Regions from separate parts of the Sus scrofa genome. Here regions 2, 3, 4 and 5 are each linked to region 1. The links are chromatin contacts, called in public Hi-C, HiChIP or PLAC-seq and promoter capture Hi-C maps. All regions are on one chromosome and are shown on one strand. The core of a region is the stretch at or near the end of the contact, and the rest is flanking DNA. Distances in the headings are between cores, read along the strand shown. Region 1 holds the start of GINS3 (GINS complex subunit 3). Region 2 holds the start of CSNK2A2 (casein kinase II subunit alpha'). Region 3 holds the start of SLC38A7 (putative sodium-coupled neutral amino acid transporter 7). Region 4 holds the start of CNOT1 (CCR4-NOT transcription complex subunit 1). Region 5 holds the start of CFAP20 (cilia and flagella associated protein 20).

What was found. Promoter capture Hi-C pulls out the DNA fragments that hold promoters and counts their contacts. A called contact is a pair of places that touch in the nucleus more often than the background predicts. HiChIP or PLAC-seq counts read pairs in DNA pulled down with a chosen protein or histone mark.
Region 2: a promoter capture Hi-C map of liver shows a contact between it and region 1, with 4 times the contacts expected there. The contact joins the promoter of CSNK2A2 here to the promoter of GINS3 in region 1. A contact is called at or near these places in 1 of 5 promoter capture datasets (liver), 1 of 47 Hi-C or Micro-C datasets (heart right ventricle) and 1 of 2 datasets of contacts at active chromatin or transcription factors (alveolar macrophages).
Region 3: an H3K27ac HiChIP or PLAC-seq map of alveolar macrophages shows a contact between it and region 1. The contact joins the promoter of SLC38A7 here to the promoter of GINS3 in region 1. A contact is called at or near these places in 2 of 47 Hi-C or Micro-C datasets (both in liver) and 1 of 2 datasets of contacts at active chromatin or transcription factors (alveolar macrophages).
Region 4: a Hi-C map of liver shows a contact between it and region 1, with 4 times the contacts expected there. The contact joins the promoter of CNOT1 here to the promoter of GINS3 in region 1. A contact is called at or near these places in 8 of 47 Hi-C or Micro-C datasets (heart right ventricle, liver, mesenteric adipose tissue and 1 more) and 2 of 2 datasets of contacts at active chromatin or transcription factors (alveolar macrophages and skeletal muscle).
Region 5: a contact with region 1 is called in a Hi-C map of skeletal muscle, with 7 times the contacts expected there. The contact joins the promoter of CFAP20 here to the promoter of GINS3 in region 1. A contact is called at or near these places in 4 of 47 Hi-C or Micro-C datasets (heart right ventricle, liver and skeletal muscle).

Annotation. Positions count from the first base shown.
Region 1 is chr6:20,161,298-20,164,017 of Sscrofa11.1, forward strand. It overlaps GINS3 (GINS complex subunit 3), which reads left to right and starts at 1,399. Exons shown (of 3, transcript NM_001244332.1): 1 at 1,399-1,723. The coding sequence starts at 1,538.
Region 2 is chr6:20,015,388-20,018,152 of Sscrofa11.1, forward strand. It overlaps CSNK2A2 (casein kinase II subunit alpha'), which reads right to left and starts at 1,337. Exons shown (of 12, transcript XM_021093948.1): 1 at 1,234-1,337; 2 at 336-447. The coding sequence starts at 1,337.
Region 3 is chr6:20,400,149-20,403,029 of Sscrofa11.1, forward strand. SLC38A7 (putative sodium-coupled neutral amino acid transporter 7) reads right to left here and starts at 1,585. Exons shown (of 13, transcript XM_021097090.1): 1 at 1,514-1,585; 2 at 801-926.
Region 4 is chr6:20,370,973-20,373,734 of Sscrofa11.1, forward strand. It overlaps CNOT1 (CCR4-NOT transcription complex subunit 1), which reads right to left and starts at 1,328. Exons shown (of 49, transcript XM_021093957.1): 1 at 1,170-1,328.
Region 5 is chr6:19,968,005-19,970,888 of Sscrofa11.1, forward strand. It overlaps CFAP20 (cilia and flagella associated protein 20), which reads right to left and starts at 1,343. Exons shown (of 6, transcript NM_001244786.1): 1 at 1,037-1,343. The coding sequence starts at 1,120.

The sequences.
Region 1 (2,720 bases), core at 149-2,648:
AGGCTTTAACTTACAGAGATCACTGAGTGATGACAGAGTGGTCTGTGCCACTGAAAGAAGTTTCAATGCTCACCCTTCCCAAGAGAAAGGAGCATATCATGTCATGTAGGGTCACACAGGGAAGTACCTGACGGGCCTGTCAGGAGGCAGAAGGAGGGAGGGGAGGACACCCCTTTACTGAAGGACCCTGAAAACACTCCCAGAGCCTTTACTGTGGTTTCTGTGGGAAGAAATGGGTGAAGCAGAGTAGGCAGGTTTAAACAAATTTAGGATTGGATAGTTTGAATAAGGCTGGTCTCCAACTGTCCAGTTCTTGGCCCTGGGGTGATTTAGGGCGGGGAAATACTGGTTTGGTATGTGGGAGTTAGATAAAGGCTTGGGATATGGGCTCTGGATCAGTTAGTTTGTACACGGAAGGCATGTTCACAGGCAAGTTGTTTGCGACTCTAGGAATTAGCTCACCCTGGGAGGAACAGTTCCTACCCAAGCTGCAAGGCCCCAAGATATCAAAGCCTCATAAAGGACAGAAAATAAAAAACATGATGAATACACATTCCTTTTCCATGAACCCTCTGCTCATGGCTCTATAGCCCAGAATGTCCTTCTTTATGAAGTAAGTTTTGTAGTGCCTCTCTCAACACTGCCACCATCCATAGCCCTGACTAACGCCCCCAAGTCTGGTACCACATCCCCTTCCCACCAGACCAGTGATGGCACATGACTGGCACCCAATCTATGGAATGTCTTGCCACCTATGACCATTGTGGCCTGCCTCAAAAAGAGATGAACTGCCCATTAGATTTCTTCTTTTAAGGATTTAAAATAAAAGCCACAAATGGAGTTAGCCGTTGATGGTAAGGTGAACTGGGAGGTCCTGACATAGACTCAGGACCTCTGCAAGCCACGTGCGCTCCTCCACCACCACCCCCCCATCTACCCTACTATACCTCCTCCGAAAAGTCTGTAATAACTGTCAGGGGCTAGTGTTAGAGTGTTGCTTTGTTTTTAATGTTTCAAGATTAACAGAGATTCTCAGAGACTGACAAACTGTAATAATTAAGCCAGACTGGATCAGGCCTGAGAGGAAGGGCGCAATGGTCTTTTTTAAGCCCCTAAATGTACTGCAAAGTGTTTTTAATTTCATGTAAACATTTAAAAGACCACATAACTCAGTCTAGTGCAGACGCTTCCTGCAGCTTCAACGGCATTTCCTGCTTCTCTTTGAAGTTCTCACCCTGGGCTACACTGCGGGAAGAAAACTTAGTGCGGATCCACCTACTGCGCCCTTACCAAGGAGTTGCGCAAAACCAAATCCGCAGATTTTGTCGATTGCTTCTTCCTGGGAAGACCCGCCTAGATCGACTGCTTCTGTCTGGCCCAACCCCGGGCGCGGGAAAAGAGTTTGAATCCTACCAGGTGGCCGCAAGGACCTCCTCAACCTTCAAAATCCTGACCAGCCTCAGCCACCGCCACCTCCTCCTCCTTCTACATCCCTGACTCCCCGAGGTCTCCAGAACAACGAGAGTGGACCGCCGCCATGTCCGAGGCTTATTTCCGGGTGGAGTCGGGTGCGCTGGGGCCTGAGGAGAACTTTCTTTCCCTGGACGATATCCTGATGTCCCACGAAAAGCTCCCGGTGCGCACTGAGATCCCCATGCCGCGCCTCGGCACTTTCTTCCTGGACCGGAGCGGAGGGGCCGAGACAGACAACACAATCCCTCAGGTAAGCCTTTGGCGCGGATCCCCTAACCAAAAGACTACCACTCCCAGTGGGCCTTACGGCCCTGGGGCCGCATGACCGGGCGCGCTGCCTCCTGGGATCTGTAGTTTTAAGGAGGGGCCCGGAAGTGCGCTAAAGGAGTTCTGTCCGCCGATTCCCCGCGCTCTAGAGTCCTTCTCCCCACCTACTCTCCGCGACCCTTACGGAAACGAAATTTACACTGAGTCGTTGAGCTCCCTCCCACACTCAGTTTTGAAACCAACCAAATTTAGCAGTGTCTTCTCTCCCCGGCATGTGTTCTTGCTTTAGAATTGGCACCGACTGAATACTTGAGGACCAATGGTTCTGACCACTTTTGCCTTAAAACAAAAGTTTTTGCTTCTGTAGGAGCAAATAATATCGGGGAGCCCCAAGTTGCTAATTTCATTCCTGCATAACGATGACAGTATCACCTACCATTTACTGAGTTTTATTGCCAGCATGGATAGGGCAGGGGGAGTATAGTTTTCCGTGTATTAGCCTTTAATTTTTCAACAACCCTACTGTTAAGTGTTGTTACATGGGAGGAAATTGAAGCTCAGAAAGGTTGGGTAACTTGGCCAGGGACTCATTATAAGCGGTGAGCTTGGATTCGAACCTAAGACTGCATGACTTCAAATACGAGTTTGTCCCAGGAACTTGGCTTGTAATGGTTATTTTTGATTTCCTATTTAACCTGAGTTTTGTTTAGAAGGGTGTTTTTGTTTGGTCTGTTTTAATTTTTTTCAAAGTAGGACATATGCAAAGTTTAAAAAGTCAATAGTACCAAAAGATTTATAACAAAACATAGCAGGCCTTGCCTTGCTATGTCCCTTCCCATCTCCACAGTCTATGTTTTTCAGAGTTTCTTCAAGATTCACCTCCGTGTTTCTAAATAATGTTTTAAAGTTTATCTTCTTTGTAAAAAAGAATTTAGACATTCTTTATTGACGGAAAACTCAATATGATAGTGAAGGGTTTA
Region 2 (2,765 bases), core at 87-2,586, 150 kb before region 1:
GATCTTCATGAAAAGGCTCTTTTTGCTTCTGAATGCCTATTTATTTTCTAATAAATGGAGCCCCTTTGGAAGTTTCACTTTGGAAGCCTTTAATTACATTTCAGAACAAGCATGTTCCTGAACCATCACACTTAGAGTTGAAACAGGTCTGCCTATTTCTGCAGATTTTCTTGAAAGTTCACAGGAAAATGAGGTGGGAGGAGTAGGAGAGGGACATCAGACAGAACAGATGCAAAATGAGAGCTCAAACTGCTCATTGGAGAATGTGGCTGAAATAGTTCATATCCTTCTGACCTGTGAAAAAGAAACTTTAACGCCGCTCATAAGACACTCACCTTGAGAATTTTTACAACCACTCTCTCGTTGTTGGTGATGTTAATGGCCTCAAATACTTCACTATACTTTCCCCGACCAAGTTTTCGAACCAGCTGGTAATCATCTTGATTACTGTGAAAGCCAAGAGCGACAAATATAAATGGCAGGACTTAGGATTAACCAAGCCTATGCCCACTACACACCCCATCCAGGCGCTTCCATTAATCAAGCACTTGGAAGTGTCTACACATCATGCCACAACTCATTCCCTAAATGAAAGCCACAACATAAACTTGGCTCCTCGCACTAGACGCAGTTCCTAACCTAATTGGTCCCTCATAACTTAGGGGAGATAAGGTGGAAGGCACGGGTCTGACTCAATCTAGAGGTGAGCAAAGCATCCATCCCGGAGGCCCAGAGGTGCCCCTCCGCCCAGCACCTGCCTTCTATTGCACACCCAGAAGGTAGACACCGCCTGCCTTGCGAATCTGGACATCCTTAAAAAATTTCCTCCCACCCATCCTCATTTCAAAAAAATAGAAAAGCAAAGAATTTTAATAGCTCAAGAGGACAGCTGCTGACTTCCCACCCCAATAGAAACCCCAAAGCGTAAAAGGAAAGGCTGCTCCCTTACTCCCACCGGGCTCTGGTCCCTGGACCCCTACACTTGTAAGGAAGTATACCCTGGGGTAAGGGGTACGCACAACGGGGAGGGAGAAGCGGAAGGGAGGAGAGGAAGACGAGGGCACTGGTGGGGGGAGTGGACCTCCCACCCCAGACCGGAGAAGCGCAGGCCCAGCAAAGGGGCAGGCGAGGAGATAGACAGCGGGGGACAAGTGCGGTTTGCGCGGGGGGTGGGGGGACGGCCGGGCGGGGGTGGGAGTGAGAGGGCCCGGCGGGGGGCGGCGGCGGCTTTACCCCCAGCTCGGGACGTGAGACTCATAGTCCCAGTACTCGCGGCTCCTCAGGCTGTTCACCTCGGCGTAGACCCGGGCCCTGCTGCCCGCGGCCGGGCCCGGCATGGCGGGCGGGACCGGGGGGCGTCGCGGGGCGCCGAGGGCGGCGGCGGCGGCGCGACGGGGGGCGCGGGGCGGCGGGCGGAGGAGGCGGCGGGCCGCGGGCCGCCGGAGGAGGAGGAGGAGCGCAGCGGCGGGCGGCCGCGCCAGGCCGGGCCCGCGGGGGCGGGCGGGCTGGGGGCGCGGGGGGCGCCGGCCAAGCCGGCCGGGCCCTGGAGCTGCCGGCGGGACGGCGGGGCGGATGGCGCTCGCGCTCCGCGGCGGCCTCCGCTCGGCTCGCGGCCCCGAGGCGGCGGCGGCGGCGTCGGCGGCACCAGCAGCGGCAGCCGCCGGCCGGGAAAGGGGCAGCGGCAGCGGCGGCGAAGAAGGAGGAGGAGGAAACCCGGAAAAGGGGCCGCGCTCACTAGGAGCGGCCGACGCCCGGCCCGGGGCCGCCCAGCCTCACAGCGCCCCCTGCAGCGCGGGGGGACCCGCCCGCCGGCCTGGTCCCGCCCCTGACCCCGCCCCTCCAGGATCCCCTTCCAAATCTACCCATCCTTGGTCTGGCAGAAAGCGCTCATCACAGGGCCTCCCCGCCCACAGGCTGCTGTCCTAGAGCCTTGCCCCCTCGCCTACTCTTCCAGGACTCTCCTAGAGACCCCCTACCCCAAAGCTCTCTACCCTTTCGTCATCCAGAGTTTCACCACCAGACCTCTCATACCGACCCTGCTGTGACACTTTTGTCACCCAAACTGTTCCCATCAAGTCCCTCCCTCATGAAACTTGCTCTTTTCACTCAGAACCTCTCCAACTCCTGATTTCCCCACCCCTCCCAGAGACAGCCCATCTTCCCTGATAGACTCTCCCCTGCCACCCACAGACTCTTGAACCTCCAGACTTCCCCTTCTCTCTTCATCCACAAAACCCTTATCTTACATTTTCCCCAAAATATCCTTCCAGAACCTTCCCTAAGAACTCTCTTTATGTTCATATCCTCACTTGGTTAAGTTGGAGTCAGCCAAGTTACTCACTGTAAAGTTCCTATTTTTCCCTTTGTAATTAATAAGCAAAATGTGTGGAGACACTTTGAGACCATAGAAATACCTTGGTTTGGTTTGGGAGGACAGAGAGCAGGAGAATTGTGAGAGTCCTGCCTTGAAGGGACAGGCTAGGAGTTGGGTATGGACTGAGGGTGGGGTGGCCAACCAAACTTTGGCCTATTTTATTAGGTTGCCTTCTAGCCCTGAACACTCTTCTCTCCTTGATGTTCTGGGCCTTTCTTTGGTCTTGCTTTTCCATCCCACATTTTTTAATCACTCAGCCTGGGTTGCTTTGAATCCAATCCTTTTTCATATTCTGTTTTCTAGGTGAGGCCCTGCTTCCTCCTTCTTGATACAATTAAGAGAACAAACTCTGAAGCTAGATCCTTCCGTGTTTGAATGCCAGCTCTGCTAC
Region 3 (2,881 bases), core at 335-2,834, 240 kb after region 1:
TTTGCTTTTTAGGGCTGCATTCATGGCATATGGAGGTTCCCAGGCTAAGGGTCTTATCAGAGCTGTAGCCGCCGGCCTACGCCACAGCCACAGCATCACAGGATCCAAGCTGTGTCTTCGACCTACACTGCAGCTCAGAGCAATGCCAGATCCTTAACCCATTGATCGAGGCCAGGGATCAAATCCACAACCTCATGGTTACTAGTTGGATTCGTTTCCACTGTGCCACAACGGGAACTCCAAAAAGGTTTTATTTTTGCTTTAATGAAAAAAAAATTCAGGGCAGTTCTTACTCTTCTCCCACATGACTGACCTAACCATTGCCCATCACAGAAGCATCCCTTCCCGTGCCCTCAGCACACTGATGGGTTTAGAATGGCTAGTGAGTCCCACTGCTTGAACAAAGTTTGGAGCCTCATACTCAGTAGAGGGGAAAGGGGGAGTTTAGGTGCTTTCAGACATCTGTCACCAAGCATGCAACCAAGGGACACAGCTCCAGGGGAAGTGTCTCCTCTTTGACTCCAAGTCCAGAAAGACCAGTCAGATGCCGCAGGGCTTCCTCTTACGCAACCTGCCACCCAGTCAGCAACTCAGCAAAAAACCAGTGAGTAGTGGACGCAGTTTGGGGCTTCCAGCTTCCAGGGTAGCCCCACAGAGAGCTCTGCAAAGTTAGTGCTTACTGAAGCTGTGAGACCATGTCTTCCTGCTCATGTCGAAGACACAGAGGTCTCCACATTAGCCCAAGATTTCTCAGCTCCCCTTCGCTGCATATTACCCCCACACCACCGTACCCAGCTTACCTGCTCTTTCCACCTGTCTGGCTGTGGTGGAGGGAGAGCTGCTCTTTACACCTCCTTCTCCCCAAAGATTTGGGATCTGAGTCTCCTTACTTCTCTCTCCGGCCCCCGATGTCTTCTTTCTTAAAACTTCACAGAAAATCTGCTGTCAACAGTGAGAAGGGGCTGAGCTGTTTCTGTGCTGGTGAGCGGAGTGAGGGGAACTGAGGCGTTTTAACTCACAGAATGGAACAGCAGCTCAGAACATGCCCATGGAAGGAAAGAGTCTAGACTAATGTCACAGGGACTAGACCGCAGAGCCAGAGACAGAAGCCTAACGCCCACGTGCCCAGGCCAGGGGCTTAACCATTGCGGTAGGCCCCCTCAGACCCCAACTGGAGCAGGTTGCCAGGCCAGCCTGGGACTGGATCCCAGAAATATGAGGAGTGGGCTCATTGGGAGTGGGTCAGCGCGCACCCAGGGCAGGGACGATCTACAGGCCCGAGGCGAGTGGGTTGCTGTCGGGTAAACTAGGGAGGGGCTTCGGGGCTTGATCCGGCCTAGGAGTGATTAAGGAGACTAGGTGGGGCCAGTCCGACCAAGCGCGGGCGTGTGGCGGAGGACACCGGGCTGCGGAGTCCTGAGGGTGTGGGCAGGGCTTTTCCTCAGTGGGGGCCCTGGGGACCCCGGGACCTAATATTTCCACCCTTCACCAACCTGTACCTCCTGTCACTTACCTGCGGTGCCTCAAGCCCGGCCGGCTGCAGCGACACGTGAGCAGCGGTCACATGACTCTGGCCTTGGGTGGGCCGCGGGACATGCTGGGAGTTGTAGTTTTCTGCAGGTGTCAATCTTGGACACCAGCTTCCTTATGCCCGAGGGGATGGCACTGTTCCGAATCAGCCTGGCAGCCTGCCCGCCGGTGTTTATCCGGTTACTTTTAGTCCTGGCCCCTTGGCCAAATCACACACTCCTTCCTACTCCTAGGAAGAGCAATTGATGATTTTGCCAGTCTGGATGCCATGGGCCATAGATCTTTGGCCTCATTAATCCTCCTTTGTTTCCCTTGTCTTCGCACCCACAGCTCTGACCCTGGACTTTTTTTTTTTTTTGTCTTTTTGCTATTTCTTGGGCCGCTCCCGCGGCATATGGAGGTTCCCAGGCTAGGGGTCCAGTCGGAGCTGCAGCCACCGGCCTATGCCAGAGCCACAGCAATGCGGGATCCGAGCCGCGTCTGCAACCTACACCACAGCTAACGGGGCAACGCCGGATCGTTAACCCACTGAGCAAGGGCAGGGACCGAACCCGCAACCTCATGGTTCCTAGTCGGATTCGTTAAGCACTGCGCCACAACGGGAACTGCTGACCCTGGACTTTTTCACTGAGGACAGTGAGGGGCCATTTTTACCTCCTTGAGCTGTGGTTGGTTTGAGTGTTGCTCATGGCCTTAACCCCAGGGCCTAGATTCTTGAACACTGAGGCACTGATGTCACTCATATAATTAAGTATTGGTTGAATGAATGGGTGTCCATAGCCCTGGCTTCTGTTTGTGACTGTGTGCCACTTGCAAGCTGTCACATAGTCACTAGCATTCCAATGTCCTCATCTATGTTAGGAGAACCTGCTCTCCATTCCACCTACCTCTTCATGCATCAAAGGTCCTTGCTGATGAGAGCCTCGTATTGGTTACCCAGTTTCCCTCAGTGGTGACATTTTGCAAAACCATAGTACCATATCACAACCAGGATATTGATGACACAATCCACTGATCATATTCGAATTTCCTCAGTTCTATTTGAAGTCATTTTTTGGTGTGTGTTTACTTCTATTCAGCTTAATCATGGGGAGGGTTTATAAATCACCACATTCAGGATTCCAGACCTTTCCAACACAAGGATCCCTCCTACTGCCTTTTTATAACCACTCACCTCCCTCCAGCAAGGCTTTCCTTCTGTAAGTCTCTGCAACCACTAATCTGTTCTCCATTTCTAAAAGTCTGTCATTTCAAAAAATGTTATATAAATGGAATTCTACAGTTGTAACCTCTTAAGATTGGCTATTTTCAACAAGCATAATTGCCCAGAGACTCATGCAAGTTGTTGTGT
Region 4 (2,762 bases), core at 78-2,577, 210 kb after region 1:
CATCCATGTGAACCTGTTCCTATCAAATGGACTGTCATGAGGGAAATGTTCAGAATTTTTCCCCAAAAAGTAATCAGTGAGACTCAATCAATTAGTTGTTAACCTCATGGCAACAGAACGTAGAGAAATAAGGAAAGAAAACTGTGTTACCACCAACAAAAAGACGTTCTCAGAATCCTAAAAATTAGGGCCTTTGAGTGACTTCAGAGCAAAAGTTTTCTTCTCAAAGTTTACTTTAAACACAACATTTCCAAACCCACAGAGAGGAAGCATTAAAGCGCAGTCCTAGTGGGGATGCTCATCTGTAGGAGCCCGGTGGGGTGAAACCTGCAGGGGTGGGGGTTACTGAAACGGAGTATCTGTGCGTTTGGCCTTATGTAACCCCTACAAGATCCGCAGAAAATCTCTCCCCAGCACTGAAGCCTCCATGTGCTCTGCTCACCAGGAGGACACTTTCCATGGGTGAGCAGAAACGCCACTTAGCACAGACACTGGGCCAGGTGGATGGGGGCCGACTTCGGAGCGAGTGTGAGAGCGCCCGGGCGCGCGAATGGAACAAAACCTGTGGCAAGAAGTAATAAGGAAGTGCCTCGCTCCCGCCCGCCCCTCCCACCGGCGGACACCCGAAAACACTCGGGGTTTGACAACGTGCTGGGGGCGGGGGGAGGAGGATTGGCAGCTCCGGGTCCAACAACAGGAACTGGGAGTCTGCAACTACTCGGAACACGCTCCCCTCGCCCCCGGGGCTAGGCCTCCTACGCCCATGCCCACTGCACTCATCCGGCAGTTGAGGAGCTCGTGGGGTCTGCGAAGGGGGCAGCCCGCGCGAGGCGAGGCCCAGCCGCCCCAAATGCCGCCACCGCCACCCTCAGAGCTTCCAGGCCCGGGCCGGGGGCCATCCCGAGACTCATCCCGCGCTCTGCCTTCCGCTTCGTGGAGCCTTCACTTCGGCCGCTTCTCTTCAGAGCCCGAAGACTCGCGAGCGAAGAGGAGAGAGTCCGCCCTCTCCCGCCTCGCCACTTCCCCGTCCGACTGCCCCTCACTCCGCGGAGCGCCGGGAAACGTTCCCAATGGCCCCGGGACCACCTCGGTTCCTTCCCGCACCGGCACCCGCGTTCCGTAGCTGACACCGTCAGCCGGCCTCAGCACCTGACCCCAGCCCACCTCACCTCGGGCGGCTCCGGCAGCGCTGGACACAGGAAACTCCTGGGTCCTCGACTCCGGCTCTCCTCGACCCTCTCTTCGGTTAACTCCGCTTGTTTCTCTACAAAATGGCGCCGGAGGTCGCGCGCTCACGTCGCGGCCTTTCCCCTCCCCGTTCCCATTTCATCATTCGCTGCCCGCCCGAGGAGGGATGGCCCCAGCACCAGCCAATGGCCGTACTCCGCCTGTGGCTTCCACCCAATCACCGACGGGTGCCCGCGGATTTAAACCAATCACACTCTATCACTTGCAGAAGTCAAGGAAGAAACCAGGATCCTGCTAGCAACTACCAATCCAGACTCCTACTTCGCGGGCTTTGGCCAATTGCCGCTCACCAGTCCCCAGGGACCGGAATCGGAGCCCTCGCGCCTGCGCTCGAGTTGAAGACCAATAAGGAGAGACAGATAACTTCGATGTAGGGCTGCTCGGACTTCCCACCTGCCCTCGAAGTCCTCCACCAATGGGTGTCTGACATTGGCTATGAGAAACCATAAATAAAGGAGGGGGGGGCCCTTAAACCCTTGTTATCCTGCCCGGGAACAACTTTGAGTTACAGTGAAAAGCAGCCTTCCCGTATTCTCCTTCCTCTTTCGAAGTGTCAAATCCGATAGACCACGGGGCTTCCCAATCTCAAACATTCCCCAAACCGCGTATCCCTTTGGCGGGGAACGCCAGCTCCAGAAAGCAAGCCAGGCTGTTACTGGAGTGGTAGCCCTTGCATCCTGGGATCTGTAGTTCACCCAACCCCATCCCTGTCGCAAAAGTAGTGCGTATTCTTCAGTCACTGAATGCGCTCTAGGGGCAGCAATGCATGCTGGAGAACGTAGTCTTCCAGGCTCCCATTTGGTCCTAGCCTGCCTAACTTTACTGGAGAGAACTTTCCTTTCTCGTTCTGCCTATTGAGGAAGGGACTCCTTAGAAAGAGGTGGGAAGCTCAGGCTCAGGTCCTCTTTTTGGCTCACTCCCTGGAGGTGGATAAAAAAGAATATTTATGCCTTTTGCTCTGGGAATAAAAAGCATGGGAACATATCTTTTTAAAGATTTGGAGGTCATCTGTTCCCAGAAGGGTGGGAAGATTGGGAAGAAAGTGTTGGATCTTTTACCTTTTGGAGAAAAACGATCCTAATCTCTGCTGTCCTGAGGCAACACTAAGTTTCTTGTTTGCTAGCCATATGTCTCTTTAAAAAAAATTATGTAAGGCGGGTTAAGGCTCTCTTGTCACTGCTCTGCTTCTCTGGCTGTGGAATCCTGCCCCAAGAACTTACACGTGGGGGGAGGAGGATGTGGTAAAAACATATAACATATAACTTCCTGATGTGGAGCAGCAGGTTAAGGATCCATCGTTGCTGTGGGGCAGGTCACAAGTGCAGCACAGGTCCCATCTTGGGAACGTCCACATGCCATGGGCTCAGCCAAAACAAAACAAACAAAAAACACAACATAAAATTTACCATCGTAGCCATTTTTAAGTTACCATATAGTACTGTTAACTATATGCATGTCGTGCAGCAGATCTCTAGAAAAACTTTTTCATCTTGCAAAACTGAAACTCTATACCC
Region 5 (2,884 bases), core at 93-2,592, 190 kb before region 1:
ATGGACAAGGTCACCATTTCGTGGGGTCAGTGAAAGTATCATGCAGCTGACACCTGAGTGATGATGAAGAAGAGGTTTTAGGAGTTCCCGTCGTGGCTCAGTGGTTAACAAATCCAACTAAGAACCATGAGGTTGCGGGTTCGGTCCCTGGCCTGGCCCAGTGGGTTGGGGATCTGGCGTTACTATGAGCTGTGGTGTAGTTTGCAGACGAGGCTCGGACCCGGTGTTGCTGTGGCTCTGGCGTAGGCCGGCGCCTACAGCTCCATTAGACCCCTAGCCTGGGAACCTCCATATGCCGTGGAAGCGGCCCAAAAAATAGCAAAAAGACAAAAAAAAAAAACAAGATGTTTTACCTGGGTCTGTGCTTGTTAACCCAAACAAGACGTTATCACCATTTTGCAATTTTCCTGATGGAGAAATAAGGAAAGGCAGAGTACAGACCCCAAGTCACAGTGAGTGTGGAGCAAGTGCCAAGGGCCACCGAATTCTGGCTTGTTCGGGATCAGTGGGAGGAAGGGAGCAAATGAATGAAACCCAAACATAACTGAGTCCTGGCTTTGCCTCTGTAAGGGCGCCTGGAACAAAGGTTCTGTGTCTAGTGCCGAGCATAGGGCCTGGCACAATACAGGGTATCAGTAAATGTTTGTGAAATCAGTGAACAGCAATTCATGTGCACGTCCCCAAAGCAACATCACGTGAGTTTACGCTTTTCAACGCTGTGAAACGGGCACTATTCAACCCCACCATATTATAGATGCAGAAACCGAAGGTTAGGAATCCAGTGACCCAGTCAAATCTGCAAAGAGGGACCACTGTCCTAACTGGACCACGGCCGCAGGTCACTTAAAGCCCAGCCACGCCCACTCCACATGCACTCCAGCTGCTTACACGACGCTCCCTCGTCGACCCTCAGTCACGCCAGGCTGGGGACGGGGCACAGCAGCGACCGCCCGGCCTTCCCCCAGCTCCACATAACTACCCGCCACACCAGGCCCAGCCCGCGGACCCCGCCCCGCCACCGCCCCCAGTCCCTGACCTTTTTGTCCCAGATTTGCAGGGGCTTGCTGCCAATGCTGTAGAGAATGGAGAGGAAGCCGCTCTGGAACGTGTTTTTGAACATATCGCCGGCGGCCTTCTCCTCAGCCGCGCGGAAGCTGACCTAAATGGCTTCACTTAGTGGCGAAGGCAAAAAAGGGGGCCGGCTCTGGCCCAAAGAAAGTACCCTGCGCTCCTGACCTCCCAATTGGTAGCCGCAGACAGCAGGACTTAGACGCGGGACGCTACATCCGCGAGGCTCACTAGCAGAAGAACGAAGCCGCCTCAGCACCGACACCACAGCAACTGCCGCCTGCGCCTCTCTCCCTTCCTTAAATAGAGGCGGTGGGCCGCCCGCCGCCAGAGGTGGATCCCTCCGCCAGCTTGAGCTCGCCCCCGAGAGAGCGGGGCCCAATCCTGCCACAGGGATCACGGACTTCCTGTTTCTTCCGCTCTTAAGCCCCGCCCTAGTTCCGCCGTCTGGAAAAAAGAACCTCGTTGCCAAGGGACTATTTTCCCATCGTTGTCTCAGAGCGGCTTCTAGAAAGCGGAAGGAGACACAAGGTTATAGAATGAGTTGTTAGCATCTGCCCAGTGTCATGGGAACCTGGAGGGGGTGGAGTCAGAGGCGTGAAGTCCAGGCCCCGCCCCCTTAGGGGACAGTAGGAGTTACTAGCGCGAAAGAAAAGTGGGGAAAGGCACGGGTGGCTTGGATGTAAGGAAGTGCTTGCCTGGTTTCCTGCAAATAACAAATAATGCTCTTTGGCATTATTTGATAAGGTTAAAGCAGCTAACCAGTACATGCGCACTAACTACATTAAATGTCTTAAAGGCATCATTGCTTTAATTATTAACAGGATCACTATGAATACACCAGATATCTTAACTTGTGGTATGTGGTCAAAGCAATACTTCAAGGAAAATTTATCACCTTAAATGCATGATTAGAAAACAAGGTCTGAACATTAAGATAAAAGCAGAAATTAATGCAATTAAAATACATTTGAATAGGTTGAATTAGCAGCAGGGTTTTAATCAATTAGTTCTTAGAACATTTTTTTTTTCCTTTTGGTCTTTTTAGGGCCGCACCTGCAGCATATGGAGGTCCCCAGGCTAGAGGTCTAATCAGAGCTACAGCTGCCAGCCTACACCACAGCCACAGCAACGCAGGATCCGAGCCTGTCTGAGACCTACACCATAGCTCACAGCAATGCTGGATCTTGACCCGCTGAGCAAGGCCAGGGATCAAACCCCCAACCTCATGTTTCCTAGTCAGATTCATTTCTGCTGCACCACGATGGGAACTCCAACATTGTTTAATTTTTAAAAATATTTATTTTTATGCCTCACCTGTGGCATAAGGAAGTGGGTCAAATCGGAGCTGCAGCTGCAGGCCTTTGCTATAGCCACAGCAACACTGGATCTCAGCCACATCTGCAACTTGTAATGCCAGGTCCTTAACACACTGAGCAAGGCCAGGGATCCAACCCGCATCCTTTTGGAGACTACATTGGGTTCTCAACCCACTGAGCCACAATGGGAACTCCAGAATGTTTTTTTAAAAAGCATAAAATAAGCTATGCTATTTCAAGTGTGGAAGAAATCCCGGGTGTTGGAAACCAATCACTCATTGAGCATTTGCTTGGATATCATACTCTTGCTCAGGCCTGTGCTGGTTTTATGTGGCTGACAGAAAAGTAGTTTGCAGCTAACTTTATCACTGTAACAACTAATAAGAGCTAAGATCAATTGAGCATTTATTACATGTCAGGCACTATACTAAGTGCTTTAGCCTTTATTAAATCGTTTAATCCTTGTGGCAATGACATGAACAATCCAACCAGAATTT